Regions from separate parts of the Mus musculus genome. Here regions 1, 3 and 4 are each linked to region 2. Evidence: chromatin contacts called from public HiChIP or PLAC-seq and promoter capture Hi-C data. All regions are on one chromosome and are shown on one strand. Each heading gives the region's core, a stretch centred on a gene start, on an enhancer-like site or on the middle of the called end of the contact. The rest is flanking DNA. Distances are from core to core; before and after follow the strand shown.

What was found. Promoter capture Hi-C pulls out the DNA fragments that hold promoters and counts their contacts. HiChIP or PLAC-seq counts read pairs in DNA pulled down with a chosen protein or histone mark.
Region 1: a contact with region 2 is called in a promoter capture Hi-C map of embryonic stem cells, with 3 times the contacts expected there. The contact joins the enhancer-like site here to the promoter of Sh3glb2 in region 2. A contact is called at or near these places in 15 of 39 promoter capture datasets (the 3T3-L1 cell line, the C10 cell line, the HPC-7 cell line and 9 more), 3 of 484 Hi-C or Micro-C datasets (bone marrow-derived macrophages, liver and stem cell-derived neural stem cells), 1 of 115 datasets of contacts at active chromatin or transcription factors (bone marrow-derived macrophages) and 4 of 9 other capture datasets (adipose tissue, embryonic stem cells, liver and 1 more).
Region 3: a FOXA1 HiChIP or PLAC-seq map of pancreatic cancer cells shows a contact between it and region 2. The contact joins the enhancer-like site here to the promoter of Sh3glb2 in region 2. A contact is called at or near these places in 1 of 39 promoter capture datasets (neural stem cells), 3 of 115 datasets of contacts at active chromatin or transcription factors (bone marrow-derived macrophages, large pre-B cells and pancreatic cancer cells) and 1 of 9 other capture datasets (adipose tissue).
Region 4: an H3K4me3 HiChIP or PLAC-seq map of bone marrow-derived macrophages shows a contact between it and region 2, with 3 times the contacts expected there. The contact joins the enhancer-like site here to the promoter of Sh3glb2 in region 2. A contact is called at or near these places in 1 of 484 Hi-C or Micro-C datasets (muscle stem cells) and 5 of 115 datasets of contacts at active chromatin or transcription factors (bone marrow-derived macrophages, effector CD8 T cells, epiblast stem cells and 2 more).

The regions. Positions count from the first base shown.
Region 1 is chr2:30,023,280-30,027,973 of GRCm38.p6, reverse strand. It overlaps Sptan1 (spectrin alpha, non-erythrocytic 1), which reads right to left. Exons shown (of 57, transcript NM_001177667.1): 46 at 2,913-3,072; 47 at 2,376-2,452; 48 at 1,754-1,963; 49 at 1,157-1,453; 50 at 843-955; 51 at 326-343. Among named protein-coding and RNA genes, the nearest start is that of Wdr34, 23 kb to the left of the region's middle. Within about 2 kb of position 2,238, at least 4 of the 459 cell types and tissues checked have an H3K27ac peak or open chromatin away from gene starts, as enhancers often do.
Region 2 is chr2:30,356,422-30,361,166 of GRCm38.p6, reverse strand. It overlaps Sh3glb2 (SH3-domain GRB2-like endophilin B2), which reads left to right and starts at 1,851. Exons shown (of 12, transcript NM_001289709.1): 1 at 1,851-2,024. The coding sequence starts at 1,962.
Region 3 is chr2:30,756,219-30,760,419 of GRCm38.p6, reverse strand. No RefSeq gene overlaps it. Among named protein-coding and RNA genes, the nearest start is that of Gm39783, 13 kb to the left of the region's middle. Within about 2 kb of position 1,934, at least 173 of the 459 cell types and tissues checked have an H3K27ac peak or open chromatin away from gene starts, as enhancers often do. A contact at or near this core is called in adipose tissue, neural stem cells and pancreatic cancer cells, where this site is marked.
Region 4 is chr2:30,714,414-30,718,965 of GRCm38.p6, reverse strand. The region is part of intron 2 of Gm14488 (a long non-coding RNA gene); the gene reads left to right. Among named protein-coding and RNA genes, the nearest start is that of Gm14488, 4.5 kb to the left of the region's middle. Within about 2 kb of position 1,500, at least 132 of the 459 cell types and tissues checked have an H3K27ac peak or open chromatin away from gene starts, as enhancers often do. A contact at or near this core is called in bone marrow-derived macrophages, muscle stem cells and pancreatic cancer cells, where this site is marked.

The sequences.
Region 1 (4,694 bases), core at 989-3,488, 330 kb after region 2:
GCTTAATGTACATTTTTTGTCATCGTGGGAAAACAGGCAAAGAGGGAAAGGCAATCCAGTTCTGGTGACCAGGCATGGACAGGGTCCTCAGACTTGACTCTGGCTTCCTAGCACAGCTACAGTCCCTACCTTGAAAGAGGGGAAGTGACACCCCCTACCCCCCAACACTATGGGTTCTTCTAGCAGGGACAATGGGAATGGACAAGGTGGACAGGAGGCCCATCCTGGGATCTTTTGCAAGCCAGGCCACTGGGGACAAGGGACAAAGGGACAAGCACACAAGACACCACCACACCAGGAGCCCGGAAAAGAAGGCAATATTAACCCGTCGAGGAGATACGTTCTATGGAGATCCAAGTGTCCAGGAGCCGTGGTAGTATCCACATACAGCAGCAATCAGGATGATGTAGAAAGAAGAAAATACAGAACATTAGCACTCTTCTGCCCGAGCCTGTGTGCCAGGTGTGACTGGTCTACCTCCCTTGGGACAGTTGCCAACATCGTCTTTGGGGCAATGAACCATGCAGAGCCCGCTATTGCTATTGCTCTGGAAACCAATCAGACTATGATAGTCTTAGTCTAAGCAGTCCTCCCCACCACCCCATTTTTTCTGAGGAAACAGGGTTTTGCTATGGCCTCAAATGGCACAAATAAATATGAACCAAGTTGGACTCTAGTTCACAGCCATCCTCCTGGATTGTGGAATTACAGATGCCAAACTGTAGCCAGATGCCTGGCTAGGGACCAGGTTTCAAACAAGCTCCCTGTGTCCCAGAGCTGGAGGCTTGGCATCCAGCTGCCAGGAGCACCACAGTCCCTGGCTAGCTCTAGAGGGCAAGCACCTTGTTTCCTGGATCCACTGGTGGAAGGCGTTGGCATGCTGGGCAAATTCTTGGCGCAGCTTGTCATTCTCCTCCTGCCGCCGCTGTTCCTTCTGCAGCTCCAGTTCTCGTTCCTGAGACAAAAGGGAGGCAGGTGCTGTTACCTTCGGTTGCTTCTTGAGCCTCAGATGGGCTCAGCATAACATGGTTCTACCCTGGGAAAGGCTAGTGGTACTTAAGGAAGGGGGCAGGAAGTCCTACTGAAGCTGGCCCTACACAAAGCAGCCCAGAGGCAGGGAGTACAGGTTGTTAAATGGCTCGCTAGTCAGGCGTACCTTAATGATCTTCTGGAGGTTTCTCCAGGTCTCTTCCAGGGCCTCCATCGTGAACCAGGTATAGGGGTTGGAGGCCACCCGGAAACTCTTGATCTGGCGGTCCAGCTCGGCTAGCTGGTTGAAGTCAGCCTGTGCAGAGCTGAGGGATGAGCGGAAGGCATCGTGAGCCTCTCGAAGGGCTTTGATTTCTTCCAGAGAGTTGCAGCGCACTGGGTCTGTGAGGTCTTCCTCTGCATTCTCAAACCAGCTATTGAAAGCCGATGCCTTTTTGGCAAAGGTCAGGAAGAGGTCTTCTACCTAGAAGTAGAGGGGCAAAATGCCAGTGGGTGAGGAAGTTTTGGGAATCAACGAGTAGGGTCTGCTGGGGGTCTGGTGCACTCTGCCCATCTCAAAATCTTCCTGACTAGTCTTCTGCCTGCTGTTCCTCAGCACGAGCTATGCTTGTCCTGGGAGGGTCAAAGGATAAATTCGCCCAAGTTCAAGGGCCCCATATGCCTCAGGTTCCACTGAGGTTCCTTCTTCCTCCCAGGATGGCGGCACAGCGAGGCACATGGGTCTACCGTCCATCCCACCGAGCCAGCTCAATCCTACCCTTACCTTACGGAAATGACTCTGGGCCTCCAGCAACTTCTTCTTCCGGGTAGCTGAATTGGCCAACAGCTGGGTCCACCTCTTCATGAGGGAGGCATGTCGGGCCTCGATGGCCTTAGACTGAATGTGCTTGGCAGCTAGCAGCTGGTCTTTGAGGGCAGTGATATTGGCAATACCCTCCTGCTGGAAGGCCTGCAGGCCAGCATCAAATGTCTCCTGCAATGACAGTCACAAGCCAATTGCATGGACTACAAAGTGTGCCTGAGCTCAGATGGCAGGAGGAGAGGCCTACTTGGTGGCTGACTTAGAGCTCCACCTCCTACTAGCATTCAGTCACACATCCTGATTGCCTCAGACCCCAGACCGTGGCAATGGTTACATCTTTGGCCTTAAATAAACTACTCTTTTCCAGCATTCAAGCTGTGGGCAAAGCTGTGTGTGGCTCAGAGCAGACCAGTCGTTCCCATGCCAGCACTCAGAATTTACTCAGAATTTACTCTTGCCTGCTGAAGTACGGCAGGCACTTGTGTCTGAGCCCTGCCAGCTCGTCATGCTGCTGCACATGTGCCCAGGACTCAAGTGTTTATTATTGTCTGACCATGGCCACAGATTTGGAAGGCCAACTGACCTGTTTTGTGAGCAGAGTTTGGACAGAAGACAGATCTCGGCCATAGTCATCTGTTTTCAAGCTGTTCTCCTTTTCACCTGCAAAACAAAGCATCTAAACTGTCCCAGCCCCTCACAGCCCTCAAAATGGCAGATGGAATAAGTTACTGACAGCTTCCTTGCACTCACCCAGCTGCCTACTTCCTGCACCCACCACCCTGCTGCAGCTGGACCCTGACTGGCCAGGACAGCTGGCAAGCAGTTCTCATGTGACCTGACCCTTTGGTGAGCCCACTAGTACTTCGGTCTTTGTTTTGCTCCTGTCAAAAGTTTGCAGGCCCTTGTTTGGTGAACCCTTATGCCAATTTGGCGTAGGCACTGCTGTGGCAATTCTGACTTCTGGATGTCTTTTAGTATTTAGCAGCTAGGCCTGTCCTGCTGCCACTCTCTGAGCCCATGTGCTATCAGTCTCTTCTCTATTGCACAAATCCAACTGTGTGCTCTCCCCTCTTCTTAGCCTATGAGAGTTAAAAGCTTTGGGTTTGCTGAACCCACTCACCAATCCAGGACTCTACCACGTCAGCCTTCCAGTTGAACTGAAGGAAGGCTGAGTTCTCATCCAGCTTTGCTTTCCTCTGAGCTGCTGCTTTCTCCAGATCAGACACCTTTCCATTCAGACCCTTCATCTTTGAAGAGATGTTCTCCTCATGGTGATTGTTCTAGGCCAGGAAAAGAAGCAGAAGTTAGTTTTGCCTCCAGCTGCAGTCACCTATCTGCAGCAGGTTCCCAGACAAACGCTCAATCTCTGTCCTGTGGGCTATCTGCGTCCTAAGGATGATACTGAAGGAAGATCTCAGCGTGACGACCTGGGACTAGCAATCCAATTCCAGGAATCAGTGCACAGAAAGCATGAGGAGGGCGCACAGTGTGAGCAGTGTGAGCACTAGTGGTTCATTATTGTCACTATTATTACTTATGTATTTTGAAGATTTATTTATTACACTGATGCTGTCTTCAGACACACCAGAAGAGGGCATAAGATCCCATTACAGATGGTTGTGAGTCACCATGTGGTTGCTGGGAATTGAACTTAGGACCTCTGGAAAAACAGCCAGTGCTCTTAACCACTGAGCCATCTTCCCAGCCCTCTTTTTTAATTTTTTTTTCAAGACAGGATTAGCCCTGGCTGTCCTAAAACTCACAGAGATTCTTCTGCCTCTGCCTCCTAAGAGCTGGGAAATACATTTAAGACATCAGAGAGAAACCCCACCGACGGTAAAGGAAGGAGAGTTTGTGCAGGGCAAAGCAGAGAGCATTACAACGTAGTCACCTCGGGTCTGAAGGAGCTTCTCGCTCTCATTGGCCACAAGTCCCGAGTCCATGCTGGACTCCGGTTTCATGCTCTCTGCGGTGATTAAGGACAGGAGAAAAGCTCTCTGTGGAGAAGCCTGGCCACCTAAGAATTTTTGTTACACAGATGCTAGGCAAAGCATCTACCAATCAGGGCACCAGCCTAGCCCCAATCTCAAGTTTCCTAGTTACTAAGATGAAGCTTTGTGTAGGGAGCACGGAGCACGCACACTTGTGTTGTCTCAGACAGGGAAGGCTTGAGGGCCTGGGGTGGCTGCTGGCAGGCTGTAGACTGACAGCACAGCCCTGGCCTAGAGCTGAAGTTGTGGAGGCCTGGACTCTCCACTGCTCTGAAAATACCTAGACTTTGCTGTTGTTGTTTTTTTTTTTACTCCCCCCCTCCCCCCGGAAAAGAGTCACCAGTAACTAAATTGGCCATAACCTACAGAGCTATGCAATTCTCCTAAGCAGACATTTAATGTTTAACTCTACACAGTTCAGAGGAGAAGTCTGCAAGGCCAGACATTAAAATCTGAATGAGTAAGGGGTGGTGGCAAGAGTAGCAGGAGTTCTGGGTCATCCTTGGCTACAGAACAAGTTGGAGGCCAGCCTGATCTACAAAAGACCCTTTTCAAGACAAAATAAAAATTTAGAATTGCTAATTCTGAGTGGAGGCTTTTCTGGGTGATTTCTAGTGTTTTTTGTTTTGTTTTGTTTTTTTTGTTTTTCGAGACAGGGTTTCTCTGTGTAGCCCTGGCTGTCCTGGCACTCACTCTGTAGACCAGGCTGGCCTCGAACTCAGAAATCCACCTGCCTCTGCCTCCTGAGTGCTGGGACTAAAGGTGTGCGCCCGGCTAGTGTTTTTTTTTGTTTTGCTTTATTTTTGAGACAAGGTTACTAGACAGCCCAGGTTAGGCTTGAACTCACTGTAGAAATATAACACCATGTTACCATGGGTGGTTTCTACTTGATTATTTTGTTTTTCTGTTAT
Region 2 (4,745 bases), core at 602-3,101:
TATCACCAGGCCTTGGCAGAAGAAACAGGTAAATGTCTAGAAGCAGAGTCCCAGAGAGGATGATGAGAGGAATTGAGAGAGGGACCAGAGACAAAGTTCAAATAAAGGGAAAGTGATGGAAAGGGAAAGACAGTGGCAGGGGACAGGGGGACAAGGGACAGGCAGAGAAGACGACTGATATTAGAGCACTATCGCACAGTGGTGGGGTGACAAGGACTAATCAGATTTCCCATGTTTTAAAACGGCTAAGGATGTAGACAGGGAATGTTCTCGTGACGGGTCAAAAGTCGACAGGCGTGATAAATGAGCTTGCCTTCATTATTCCACTGAAATGGCACACACCCAGTTGTCACTCTGTGCCCTGTGCCTGCTGCATACATAATTTACAGCTAGGAAGCGACACCTGTGATTCCAACAGGAAGATGGAGAAGCCGTGCCCGTCTTCAACTGTGTATTAAGTTTGAGAGCAGCCTGGGCTGCAGGAGAGAGACCTTGCAGCAAAGACCAAACCCAAAACCAAAAAAACCCAAACCAATAAACAACAACAACAAAGCAGGCAAAAGTGCATCGGAGGTCAAGCCCACACACTGTTCTTTCACAGGACCAGAATTTGGTTCCCAGCCTCCGTGTGAGGCTTCTCAAAGCTGCCTTTAATTGCAGCTCTGCCAGATCTGACCCCCTCCTCTGGTCTCTGTAAACATGTGGTGTGTGTTCACATACACACAAATAAAAACAGAAATAAATCTGAAAAGGAGGGAGGGGCTGGAGAGATGGCTTAGCAGTCAAGGGCACTGGCTGCTCTTTCAGAGGTCCTGGGTTCTGTTCCCAGCTCTCAGATGGTGGCTCACAGCCATCTGTAATGTCAGTCCCAGGGGATCCAACACCTTCTTCCGGTGTCTGAGGGCACTACACACATAGAATCCATAGTACATGCAAGCAAAACACCCTTACACATAAACACATTTTAAAAATTAACAAACAAAATAAAAGGAGGCCGGAGAGATGGCTCAGCGAGTCATGGAGCTTGCCCCGAGTTTGATCTTCAGGACTACAGAACTCATATACAAGAAGAAGAGGGGACTCTAGAAAGTTGTTCTCTGATCTCCACATCCATGCTACAGCTTTCTGTGTCCCCTGTCTCACATGCATGTGCTCTCACACGCAAACACACACTCATAATAAAACATAAAATAACATTTAAAAGCAAAAACAGGTTTGGGAAGACAGCTCCATGGTTAAAGAACTTAACTGTACAGCCTTGAGAACCTAAATAAATTAAGTCATGTAAATTCCAGAAGCATGGGCCGCGGGCTCCCATGGCCAGTGTGATGCGAGTATCCCTGCAATGTCATGGTCACGGCGACACCCTGTGCTCATGCACACGCAAGCGAACACACAGACACAAACACAAATATACAGCCACACACAGAGGGGGAAAAAATGAAAACAGGAAAGCAAACAAAAACAAAAACGGGTAGATGTGGTGCACACTTTTAATCCCAGCAGAAGTTTCTGTGAATTGGATGCCAGCCTGGTCTACATTTGGCGTTCTAGGCCAGGAGGGGCCTGGAGAGACCCTGTTTTAAACGAATATATTCCCAACTATTTAAAAAAAAAAAACTAAAATTTGCATAATGAATTACCAAAATAATCAATAGTATAGTGTTACAGTGCATCCGCAGAGACCTCCAGGGTGCACGGAAACCGGTTTAGTAAAACGTTGATTAGAGCGAACAGCCCGCTGGTGGGGCCCGCGGCCGGCAGGGGCAGCAGCGCTCCCCAAAGCCCCGCCCCGCGCGCCTGGCCCCGCCCCGCGCTCGGCTCGGCTCGGCCGCGGACGCGCGCGCGCAGAGGGCGGGCGCAGGCAGCAGGTGGGCGGGGTGCGGCGGGGTGCGTGAGGCGGGGCGGGGGGCTGCCGGCTGCTCTGGGGCCGGCGTGGCGGCCCTGCGTACGGGCGCGCCATGGACTTCAACATGAAGAAGCTGGCGTCGGACGCGGGCATCTTCTTCACTCGGGCGGTGCAGGTGAGGCCTGGCACGACGCCGCTCATGGGGCCCGGATGTGGAGCGCGCCCCGGGCGGGCGGGCAGGCTCTCTGCAGCAGGAGCCCCTTTCCTGCAGCAGCGGCTGTGCGCTCTGGGTACAGCTAGGGCCCCTGTTCTCTTGTCCCCGAGCTGCTCAGGGGAGCTCCCAGCGAGGTCAGCTGCACCCCACTATGGCCCGGAACCCATGGGGGCCTGGGCTCCGGTGCCTGGGCGCCTGGCAGTGCCCGTTTACACTGACAAGTTTGCCCACTGCCCTGGTGCCTGCACAGCCCGGGAGGTGGATGCCCACTGGGTGGTTCAGGCCTCTCTGCACTAGTCTGCCTTCCTCCCCTCCCCCGCCCCAGGCCAGGCTGGCAGGTTGAGGGCCACACAAAAATACCCCAATCTCTTTTGCGAGCCTCAGTCTCCATACCCGTGCAATGGGCAGGTTGGTGCTAATGGTTGCATCCAGTCCCTTTCACACGCTTGGGGAGTCAGGCCGGAAGCCAGGAGTTATTTCCTTTCTGCTCTGCGGGAGGCTTGTTTCCTTTTACTTCCCAGGCCTAAAGGATGTCAGAAGGCTAGGATCTGGCAGGCTCTTTGGGTTCTGTCCAGGCCGGTAATGCTGATATTGGAACAAGTCCTAAACATTTGGTAGAAGAAAGAGAAACTGAGGCGAATTCATGTCTCAGCAAAAGGCTGGAGTCAGGATATGGATGGTAATGCTCCTCATGACCTTGGGGGACAGGAGAGCTTTACTTCAGGGCCTCTGTTTCTCGCTCTGAGAAATGGGGTGAGTGGCCCTCTTTCCTGGGTTGGCTGCAAGTGCAGTTGCTGAGGCTAAGTGCACCTGTGCATCCTGCAGTGACCTTGGACAAGCCATCTGAGCCTCACTCTGCCTTCTGTAAAGCAGGTATGAGGCTCAGCTGGGAGGCCCTGTCTGCTCCAAGGCCGGGGGTGGGGTTCCTGAGGTTTCTGTACCCCTGGTCTAACCCATCTCAGTACCCCAGGAATAAGTTCTGTATGCTGCCCTTGTTGACCTGCTAGGCGCAGCCTCCTCCTCTCCCCCTCAGAGGCCCATGTGGTCGTGTTTACTAGAAAGCACAGGTCTCCCCTGAGGCTGAGTGTCCCAGTGCGGATTGCCACTCCCTGTCCAAGCTTGGTGGGCAACCCCAGCACTAGAGAGAATACGAGGGCCTCTGAGCCTCCTCTGTCTCTTGCATGAGGGGGAAAGCCTGTCCCAGGGTTGGCATGGCAACCACACTATCTCACACATCTGGGAAGAACCTGATCTGCAGCTTTCCTGTCACTGCTGGGTCTTGCCATCTGACCTGGCCAGGCCCACAGAGAGGACTCGGAGGTAGTGGTGGCATACAGCTTCCAGGCCTCACTCTGCCTGATAGGGGCAGGCACACAGGTCACACTGGAGCTGCAGCCAGGGCCCAGGCCCAGGCTGGGGTGGAGGAGGGAGCTGGGAGTGTTATAAATAGAGACTTTCTGTGCTCCACACACCCACCCTCCTGCTGATGCCATTTTGCTGGTAACTGCCTTGGACTGTTTCAGGCACCATCCCCTTCCCCTTTGAAGACAAGGCACTAGGTAGCAGAGGCGGCAGGCACCTGTAGTGTGACCTAGAGACGCGTCTACCATGGGAGGGAGGCATCAGGAAGATGGAGGTGTTCTTTATTACTAAGGTGTAACAGCTCCGATGGGTCAGTGTCCCTGTGCCAGGCACCAGGACACACAAGCACACATTCCCTGTGTGGACCAGTGATAATTTTGAGAGACTCATCTCACCTGCATCCCAAAGGGAGCAAGGCCTCCCCAACTTGAAACCTAAGGACAAGATCCCTTCTCCAAGAGTGATTTTTTTTCAGGGTGGCGTCCCTCATAGAGGGCCCCAGAGTTGTGTCCGAAACAGCCAAAGACTGTGAAGCAGGCGCCAGGGGCAGAGTGGCCTCATCAGGGCAGGGAGGCCACACAGCACGCCAGAGTAGTAGGAATGCTATGCTTGTGGGTGGGTATGGGCGCCACCCTGCTGAGGAGCTTAGCAGTGACAGGTACCATCGCCAGGGCTTCACCCTCACCCAAGTCGAGCAGGAAGCAGTGGGTCAAAGTGGATGCCCAGGGCTCAGGAAAACCCAGTAAACATGTGAACCTGTATGTTTGGCAGCTTCCGCCCCCCCTCCCCCCCCCACTCCATGACACCACGGGGAGACTTTATAAGTGATGACACTGGCTAACACTACCCCTGGGCTGGGTGTGGCTCAGCAGGAGTCTTCTACTCCAGGACATTTGAGGCTCCAGGTTCCATTCCCAGAATTTCCAAAACGAAAACTGTTAAACCCATGCTCTACGCTGGCTGGCTGTTCTGTGAGGTGGGTTTTAGCTGCTTTCCAGGGAGAAACTGAGGCCCAGGGAGCTGCTGCCGCCTCTCTGGTCCTTTTCCTCAGCTGGAAAGTGGGACTCATCACAGCCTCAGAGGGCTGGGTGCTCTGGGAGGGCTGGGACCTGCTAGGATTTGGGTCCTTGGAGAGTTAGGACCACACGAAGGGACGGACAGGAAGGGACTGTGAAGACAGGGAGAGGCTGAGCTGCACAGGGAGCTGAGGGAGGAGGGAGGGTTAGAGGGAGGAGGGAGGCTTAAAGCGGGGAGAAGCCCAGGGCCTGCTGCATAATTGATAGCTACTGAGAGACCTGGTGGCTCCTTGGCCGGCCTCTG
Region 3 (4,201 bases), core at 685-3,184, 400 kb before region 2:
TCAATTCTTTTGCTTCTTCAGTGTCAGCAAGGAGGTGAGGCCCAGCAGAGGAAGCCAGGGGTCAGGCCACCCGCCCTCCTCCAGGACTGCCAGACACAGCCACTGCTCCAGCCCGGTTTTACATGACAAAGAGGCTACTTACAGGGTCCTCATGGGTTCAACTGTCTCTTGATTACAAGTGGACACCTGCCTAAGACTGTTGGGAAACTGAGGCTCAGGAATAGGGTGACTGGGGGCAGGGTGCTCAAAACTCAGAGCCCACTATTGGGCTCACCCCAAAACTGTCACATACTCTACCAGGAAAGCAAGCTGCAGGGATGCAGGGGACCCAAGGTCAGTCTGAGGTCAGACCCTGTCCAGCCGAATTACTCATTAACTCCTCAAGTCAGGGCACTGAGTTAATGGCCTGTGGAAAGCTGGGGGAAATTCTTCCTGGGAAGGCAGAAGGACTGGCAAGAGAGGAACCCTACACATGAAGGAGAGGCTGTTATTCATCCTCACGCGTGTGCACAAACACACAAACACACAAACACACAATGCCACTCTGTCTAGCAATGGGCAGGGCCCTTGAGGCCTGGTGGCCTGGCTGGAGGATTTAACAATTTAGGGACCATCCAGAACGCTCTGTCTGCAGCAGAGGGTATATGGGACTAGTTGGTGACTTGGCCTGGAGAGGTGGCAAAGACCTGCAGACCCTACCCCAACTCGCTCAGCCCATTGCCCATGGCACACTCTGTCCCTCTAGGGTTGGTGGCAGCAAGCCAGCCTCCATCCACATCAGGGTTGGTCTCCAGTGTCACCGGTCTCCCTGAACCTCCAGTAGTCTGCTCCTGCACCATGTTTGTGAACATGGTTGTTCAGAAGGGGCCAAAGAGGCAAGCCATGAAGTGTGGGCTGGGAGCCCAGGAAGGACTAAGAGAGCTAGGGAGAGCTGGAGGCTTGTCCTGGCACCCATGTCGCTGAGGATGGGGTGGAGATGAAGAGAAAGGGTTGGAATGAGGTGAGGTCTTGGGAGCACACGGGCAGGAGACTACAGAGTTATGGACTGAATCTAGGCAAGCAAGGGCTCTTTGAGAGCGGGACTCCAAGGTGGGTTTAGGAATGAAGAAAGGGCTTCCTTGGAAAGTGGGCAGGGCACTTTTAAAGAACACTCTAGGGTTCAATTCCCTGACCTTGGAGCTGGGGCAGGCCTTGTGTGCGCACCTCTCTCAGAATCAAGGTCTCTGGGAAAAGCTCTTCAGCTGGAACCCTGCGTATAAGAAGCTGATGAAGCCTGAGCCCCCAGTGCTTTCTACACGGTGTGGTGGGTGTGGGGTGTGGCACCTTAGTTTCAGGGCCACACCTTCCTCCCTCCACCTCAACTCCTGGGAACTGCTAGACAACATTAGACAAAGGAGGTTTTTGCTGAAATGCAAACAAACGTTCTCTGGCCAGTCCAGCTCCTGGCGCTTGAGAATAGAATTCTACGCTGGACATTCCTTATGGGGGTGAGGGAGCTCCTGCCACTTCTCCCGTTTCTCCCTGCTGAATCTGGCCCTTCCTAGTGAGCCAGGGTTAGAATCTAGCTCGGGTCAGAACCCCGAGAAGGCAGGGAGAGGGGACCTGAGTCTTTCTGCTTCTCTCTCCCCACAGTCCTGGGACCACAGAGGCCCGCAGAATGGGGCAGCTGTAACCCCAGCCTGAGGACGAGGAGAAACTTGAGTGGCAGCCTAGGGTTGGGCGCTTCCAACAGAGGTGGGAGGAGGGGCTGTTTGTTCAACCCCGAGAGAGGGCGGAGCTGAGATTTCAAAGCCTTCACCATTTGTTAGCCTTCCCTGGGCCCAGGCTGCATTCCAGACCTGAGGGGGTCCTGCCCCTGAGAAACCCAGGAGACTCTAGTTACAGCCCAGCTGCGGAGCCCTGCCCAGCGGAAAGTCTGGTTCCTGCTTCTGGCTCCGGTCCAATTCCCACCCCCTACCGGACAACGGCCAATGCTTGCTTAGGCTTCTGGAGGAGACACACACCACTTTGCAGATAACACCGTCTGGGATTCCCCTGACCCCCAGAGTCTGAAACTGCTGCTACTGCTGTGGATCTGATCTCTGCCTAGCCAAACCTGGTCAGGAATTTGCAGGAAGGGGGTGGGTTGGACTGATTTTTTTCCTGCACAGCCCAAACCATGCTTTACTTTTTGAGATGGCATCTCATGTAGCCCAGGCTGGCCTCCAACTTGATCATTGTGAAGGTGACCTTGAACTTCTGATCCTCCTACTTCTACCCTTCCCATCTCTAGCATTGGTAGTACTCGGCGTGTGCTGTCCTGTCCTTTCCCTGTGCTTCCCCGACAAGTGGCCAAGCAAACATGTATGTGTGCATGTATACTTGGGGAACCCTGCTGGACTAGGAGTACAGTCTCTCTCCAAACCCCCCAGGGCCTGGAAACCAAGCTTACCCAGTATGCACTAAGTGCAGTCCAAGGAGAGGGGGAACACGGGAGATTCAGACTCTTCTTGTCTCCTGGCAATGGCTGGCTAACGGTGCTGTGTTCTGGGTCAGCGAGGCAGGGACTCAGTGTAGTAGTGCTGAAGTAAAGACATAATTAATGGACACAAGACCATGGATTCCACATTCAATTCCCAGCACCCACACAGTGGCTCACAGGATCTGCAATTCCAGTTCCAGGGCATCTGACAGTCTCTTCTGATCTTCTCAGATACCAGCCATAGACCTGATACACAGATCAGAAAGCAAATAAATATTAACTACAAAACAAAAAAACCAAGACTCTGGGTTCAAGTCCCAGCTCACAAGAGCCCTCTGAACTAGTAGGGGTTGGGACAGGACCAGCCTTGAACTTTACGCCTGCTCAACCTCCATCTGCTTCACAAATACAAGTCTCAACGCAGGGGACCACTGCCTTAGGCAATGGGAACTTGAGACTGAATGTCTGGGGGCAGGGACACACCTAGGCTTGGCCTTCAAGCTAAGAATCAGGTTTGTGGGATCCAAGGTAAGGCTGCCCCTTCTAGGACATTCCCCAAAGGTCTCTCCCTCTAGCTGGCTCCCCTACCATTAGCTTTGCGGTCAAGTTTGTTGGTTATTTTGGGACAGAAACTCATGGATCCTAGACTGCTTTAAACTTGCTACATAGTGGAAGGGAACATAGTGTTTGTGTGTATGAGTGCAGGCCCTCACATGCCACAGGGTGTGTGGAGGTCAGAGGGAAACCTCGGGTTTCATCGCCTTCCATCTTGCTTGGGGTGTGGTCTCTCTTGTCAATCACCTCTGCATAACGGATTAAGGTTGGCTAACAGAAAGCTTGTGCTGGGATTCCAGGCGCATGTACGGCTGTGCCGGTTCTTATACGGGTTCTGAGACCCAGGTTCAGAGACTTATGCTTGTCCCCAAGCACTTTACCCTCCAAGCCATCTTCTTAGCCCCCAACTTATTTTTTGAGACTGGGGAATTCATTGAACCTAGAGCCCAGTTGGCAAGGCTGGCAAGTCAGTGAGCTCTGGGGGCTTCTCCTCTCTCTGCCTTCTCAGCCCTGGAATTACAGATGTCGTGCCACCTGGATTTTCCATGGTCCTTATGTGTCCCAGGCAAACACGTTCCTAACCAAGAGATGTCCCCTGCACCTTGTGGCTTGTGGCTGCCGGGCGTAAGGTGCATGCCACCATGCCCGTTTTGTGCAAGGCTGGGGACAGAATCTGAGAATTCAATGGCAAGCCCTCTGCCAGGACTGCGCCCAGAACCCCCACTGTGCATACTTGTCAGATCCCACCCTAACTGTGCAGCAGAGTCCAGACACTGTGAGTCAGGAGTCCCATGTGCCTGGGTTCCCTCAGGTTACTGCGTTTGTCTTGTGTCAGGCTTGGAGTTCTGGGGTGTGGTTGAGTCAGCCACATTTTTGGCACATTCAAGAGCTGTCAGGAACAATGCGGTCACCTGGGGACTCTGAGTGGCCAGGGAAGGCTGGTTTGGTAGCTCATAGCCTAGAATTTGGCCAGTGCTACCATGGGGACTGCAGGCACTATGGAAGAGTGCTAAATAACAGAAATGGGGGGGGGGACCATAGCTTGTCCCTTTCCTGACCTTTGATCATCTGCTAACAAGACTCTTAATCTTCCTGCTAAATCCTTTTTATGTATATTTAATTTTTAGTCGTGTGTGTGTGTGTGTGTGTGTGTGTGTGTGTGTGTGTGTGTGTGTGTGTGCAGTA
Region 4 (4,552 bases), core at 251-2,750, 360 kb before region 2:
GCTAGTTCCTAGCTTAGGAGGAAGGGGTCAGTGGGATCAGTCAGGAGAGGCACCCAAGGGTCGGGACCACGTGAAGGGTGTGACTGGCCTAGTGACTCCTTGGCCCCGGATTCTGGGAACCATTGCGACGGGGCAGAGGTCAAAGGCAAGGCAAGGCTGCCTGCTGCTCTGGGGATCCATGCAGGTACCCCACTGGGAGGGACTTTGACAATTAAGAAATTACATCTAGGGAAACTGAGGTCCAGGGGGTGTTATTCAGGCTAGGATGCATCTGAACATCTGCAGCAGTGCGTGAGGCTCAGTGCTGCAGGGGGCTGATGATCCCAGTCCCTCAAGGTTGGAAGAAGAGCCGGGATATCAAGGTCAAAGGTGAGGGGTTGCTAAGGAGAGCAGAAAGTCAGAAGGAGCAGAGGGGTCCACTCAAGCCCCACCCACTCTGCGCGTCCTGGCATTACCTCATCACCAAGCATGCCCATTGGCTGGCTCTCCTGGAGGCCGGCCCAATGCGGCGGAGCGCATTAACCCGTTCCTCCCAGCAAGCTGCGCTCTGCCCACACCACCCACCTCTGTGTCCCCCACGTAGCCTGCAGAGCCTGAGAGTTGAGAGGACCGGGGAATAGGTGAAGGAGGTGCAGTCCTACGGCCGCATAGTCCCATGGGTGCTGTGTAACTGGGACATCCCTGTCCTGTTCTGGGCTGTGTGACCTTGGACAGACTGCTGCACCTCGCTGAGCCTCGGTTTGTTTTTCTCAGCTGTAAAAAGAAGTGAATGATGTAACTCACGCCCTTCCTAATCCCTGCCATGTGCTTGACAAATGCGGGGCACACGTGGGCTCTGCGTCCCACGGTGCGCCTGAGTGAGCACAAGTGGTACCATTGGGAAGATGGGGTTTCGGGAGAGCAAACGGCTCAAGGTTACCCCGCCATCTCAGGGCTGCCTTTCTTACAGGCTTCTTCTGCTCTTCAGGGAAGTGTTGCTTCCCGCAGTAGAGGTGGAATTGTGCCCAGCTGCTCAGACCCCAGCAAACCCCCTGTAGTTGACCAGTGACAGAGGAGAGCCTTGTGGTCTCCAGGAATATAAGCTGGGACTGAACCCCCAATGGCAGAGGACCCCTGGGGCAAGCACAAAGAAAGGACTACTGGGAAGGACTGAAGCATAGCAAAGGGTTAGTCAGCTACTGGTCCAGAAGGCTGCTTCTCTGGACTTTGGAAATATGCAGAGACCCACAGGCCTGCCTGAGTGTTTACAAATTATAAATCAGGCTAGCAAGCAGCTAAATCAAATCCCTTCCCTCCACCCTGACAAATCCACCTTCCTTAGGAAAGATACAGGCCTCCAAGGCTGGGTTTGTATTTCTAGCTCCCGGGTTTTTCTGGTGCCCAGAAGGGAGCACACGGTGGCTAGCTTCCTCCCAGGATCCTCAGCTCTATCTACCACCTCTGCTTGTCCTCCGCGGGCTGTGCACACTCAGGACCGAGTGGGCACTGCAGGCTGAGAGTCAGCTGGGGCCACGCCCCTACAGACAGCCATCTGCTGGTCACCTGAGTGCTGAGAGTGCCCACGAGGCAGTTTAGACAACCCTCGGGGCCTCTGAGACCCGAGCTCCGGGGCTCCGACCACGCTGGTCTCTGAACCACCAGTCTTAAGTGGAGAGGTCCTGCCAAGCGCCCTGGGCTGCAAGTGCAGCTGGGGTGGTCTTCGCTGGAGCCAGGGGCTGCTCTCTTGGAATTTCCTTCTGCCCTTTGCTTCTGGCCACACCCACTCTAGCTAGATCGCCACCCCTAAGCCATTGCGGACTCTTCCCAAAGTTCCCGTTCCCACTGCTTCGGCCTGTGCTGTGCGCACCTACCCCTCTCTGCCCCCTCCCAGAGCTCCTCTCCCACATTCCCTGCCCACCTGGTATCCCTCCCTAAAGCCAGCCATGCAAATCTTCCTGGAACTCAGACCAGGCTGCTGCTTCCTTCAGCAACAGAACTGGCTTCCATGTTGAGTTCCCTGCCACAACGTGCCCCACTGATGGCCAGCTTCCCCTGGATGCCACCTTTTTGTCTCATCCCCCTGTGGCTCTGGGCTCCAGCCATTGGCCCCAGCTCTGATTAGGTAGGGCACATTCTGTTCCTTTCTGCGCTGGGTCTTTGCACTCTCCACTTGCTTGGCTTGGAGTCCTGTTTTCTGCCCCTCACCTCCTGGGGGTGGGGCGTCCCTGATCCCCACCCCCACTCCCAGCCCAGCAGAAATCACACAGCAGGAGCTGGTTATCTGCGGAGTATCCGGTGGCCAGCTAGCTTCCCCCCGTGGCCAGTGTGCAGCAGGAAAGCTGCCCGGCAGCCAAGCTTGCAGCTGCTCCTCTGGGTCTCAGCAGAATGCCCAGCATCATGGAGGACCACTGGGTGCTGGAGGGGATCTCTGGATCTCAGCAGGCCCCTGGGCTCTCTAGTCTTCATCAGCACTGCCTCCCGCACAGCCCCCTTTATAAAGGGACCTCATGTTTCCATTCTCCAGGACAAGGACACTACGCACAAAGGTTCTTTGACACAAAAGGCGAGTCACAGACCCAGATCAGAACCCAGGTGGTCCACCTCCCTCCTTCTAGCTACAGACCGAGGGGGCAATATCTTGCTGTGGGTCTTTGGGCAAATGTCTCAACCTCTCTAGTGGAAGCTTTGCTTTGTATAGGACTGGCCAGAAGGGTGGGTGATCATTTGAGATTCTTCCCAGTTAACATGGGGCTGGGGGTGCTGTGATTTGTGACCTTCAGACAGTTCCTCTGATGGCCTGACCTGCAGCTAGCACCTACCTCCAATCATTCTCCCAGGCTTCTCTATGAAGTGCACCCTGCTTCACTGCCAAGGAGACAAGGCAGGGAAGCCTGGTGGTTAGAACACCCAGCTTCAGGGTGGGCCAAGTGCAGATCCTGCCACCTCCTTAGCATAGCAGTGTGGCTTCAAAGGGTCGCTGTCCACCAGGCTCTTCATCTGTCACAACTCATTGAGCCCTGGGTGCTTCCTGGGTTGTGAGGACAACGCCAGCACTTGGCTGTCATGTCAGAATGGACACAAGGGCTTTGGTCCACCTGCCTGTGTTCTCAGCTTATCAGTCAAGTTAACCACGTGGTTGAAGAATGTCATCTCCACTCAGACGAGTTCCCCAAATCCAACTGAGAAGTTGGACCTGAGTACCTGGTCAGACCACCAAACTGTCCTGCCTTTCTGTCTCAGGTCTAGCCTGAGCAGCTATCACTCTGTCACAGGTCTAGCCTGAGCTGCTTTCACTTTGTCACAGGTCCCGCCTGTGTTGGTGTTAGCCTACCAAATCCAGGACTTGCCTTGGCTATCAGGTCCTGAGGTTCAGAGATACAAAGCTAAAGGTTTGGGGGGGCGCCGAGGCTAGTTATTCTGGGGTGAGGTGGGTAGGAATTGGAGCAGGGTTCTTGGTTTCCCATGCCATAAGATTTATATTTGTCACCTAAAGGTCCTCTCAACAGCACTGGGACACCACTCAGGTCCTCAGCAGGGCATGGAGACTTGTCTGAGCTCACAAGAAGGAGGGGAAATGCCAAGTTCTCTGTGGTTTTTAAACACATTTGTGTGTGTGCGCGCACACAGGTATGCACATGCAGGCAGAGGCCAGAGGTGTAGGGTCCCTTGGAGCTAGAGTTGTGGACAGTTGTCAGCTGCCTGATTTTGGTGCTGGGAACTGAACTCAGGTCCTCTGGAAGAGCAGCAACTGCGAACCACTGAGCCATCTCTCCTGCCCCTGCTCCCCTTGCGTTTGCTCTGAAACACCCTGCTTCCTGCCCAGGTAAACGCATGCACATCGTACTGAGACAGGGAATGGAACTGATAAAGAAAATTTCAAGATTTTCACAGGTCCATACCTAACACGCTCAAGGGATTCTTACTCCCCAAATCTTTCGTTTTCTTTTGTTTTCATTTTTTGAGTCAGAATCTCATGTAGCCCAGGCTAACTTTAAACTTGCTATGCAGCCAAGGATGACCTTGGATTCCTGGTCCTTCTGCCTCCATATCCTGAGAGCTGGAACTGCAGACCTAGGCCAGCCTGCCTGGTGTGATGTGGTGCCGTGGACAGAACCCAGGACTTTGTACGTGCTGGGCACACACTCTGCTCGTGGACCCACCATTCCTCGCTCCCAGACATGGTCATTAATGAGCATGGGGGCTCCTGGGTCACATCCCAGCAGCCTTCCCTCACACTGCCCTCATTCCCTTGTTTCCTGTCTCTGCTTGACTCTGGGTACACTGAGGGTAACTGGATCCTTGCTGCAGACCCTCCATGCATGGTTCAGGTCTAAGCGAGGGAGGGGTGATGCGGACCTTCCCACTCTTCTACAGTCTTGGTGTCTCCCAGCTCTACATGTGAAAGGATGTGCCCTGTTCTGAATCTGAGTGCTGGATTCCTGCTGATCCAAAGGAGAGGGAGGCCTTAGTACTCAAAGGAATGGGGCTTGGGGGGTGGGAGGTGGGGGTGGAGGGGTGGCTCGTCTGTAGGGGCTGGTTACACCTACATCTCTCATAAGCTCACTCACCTTTT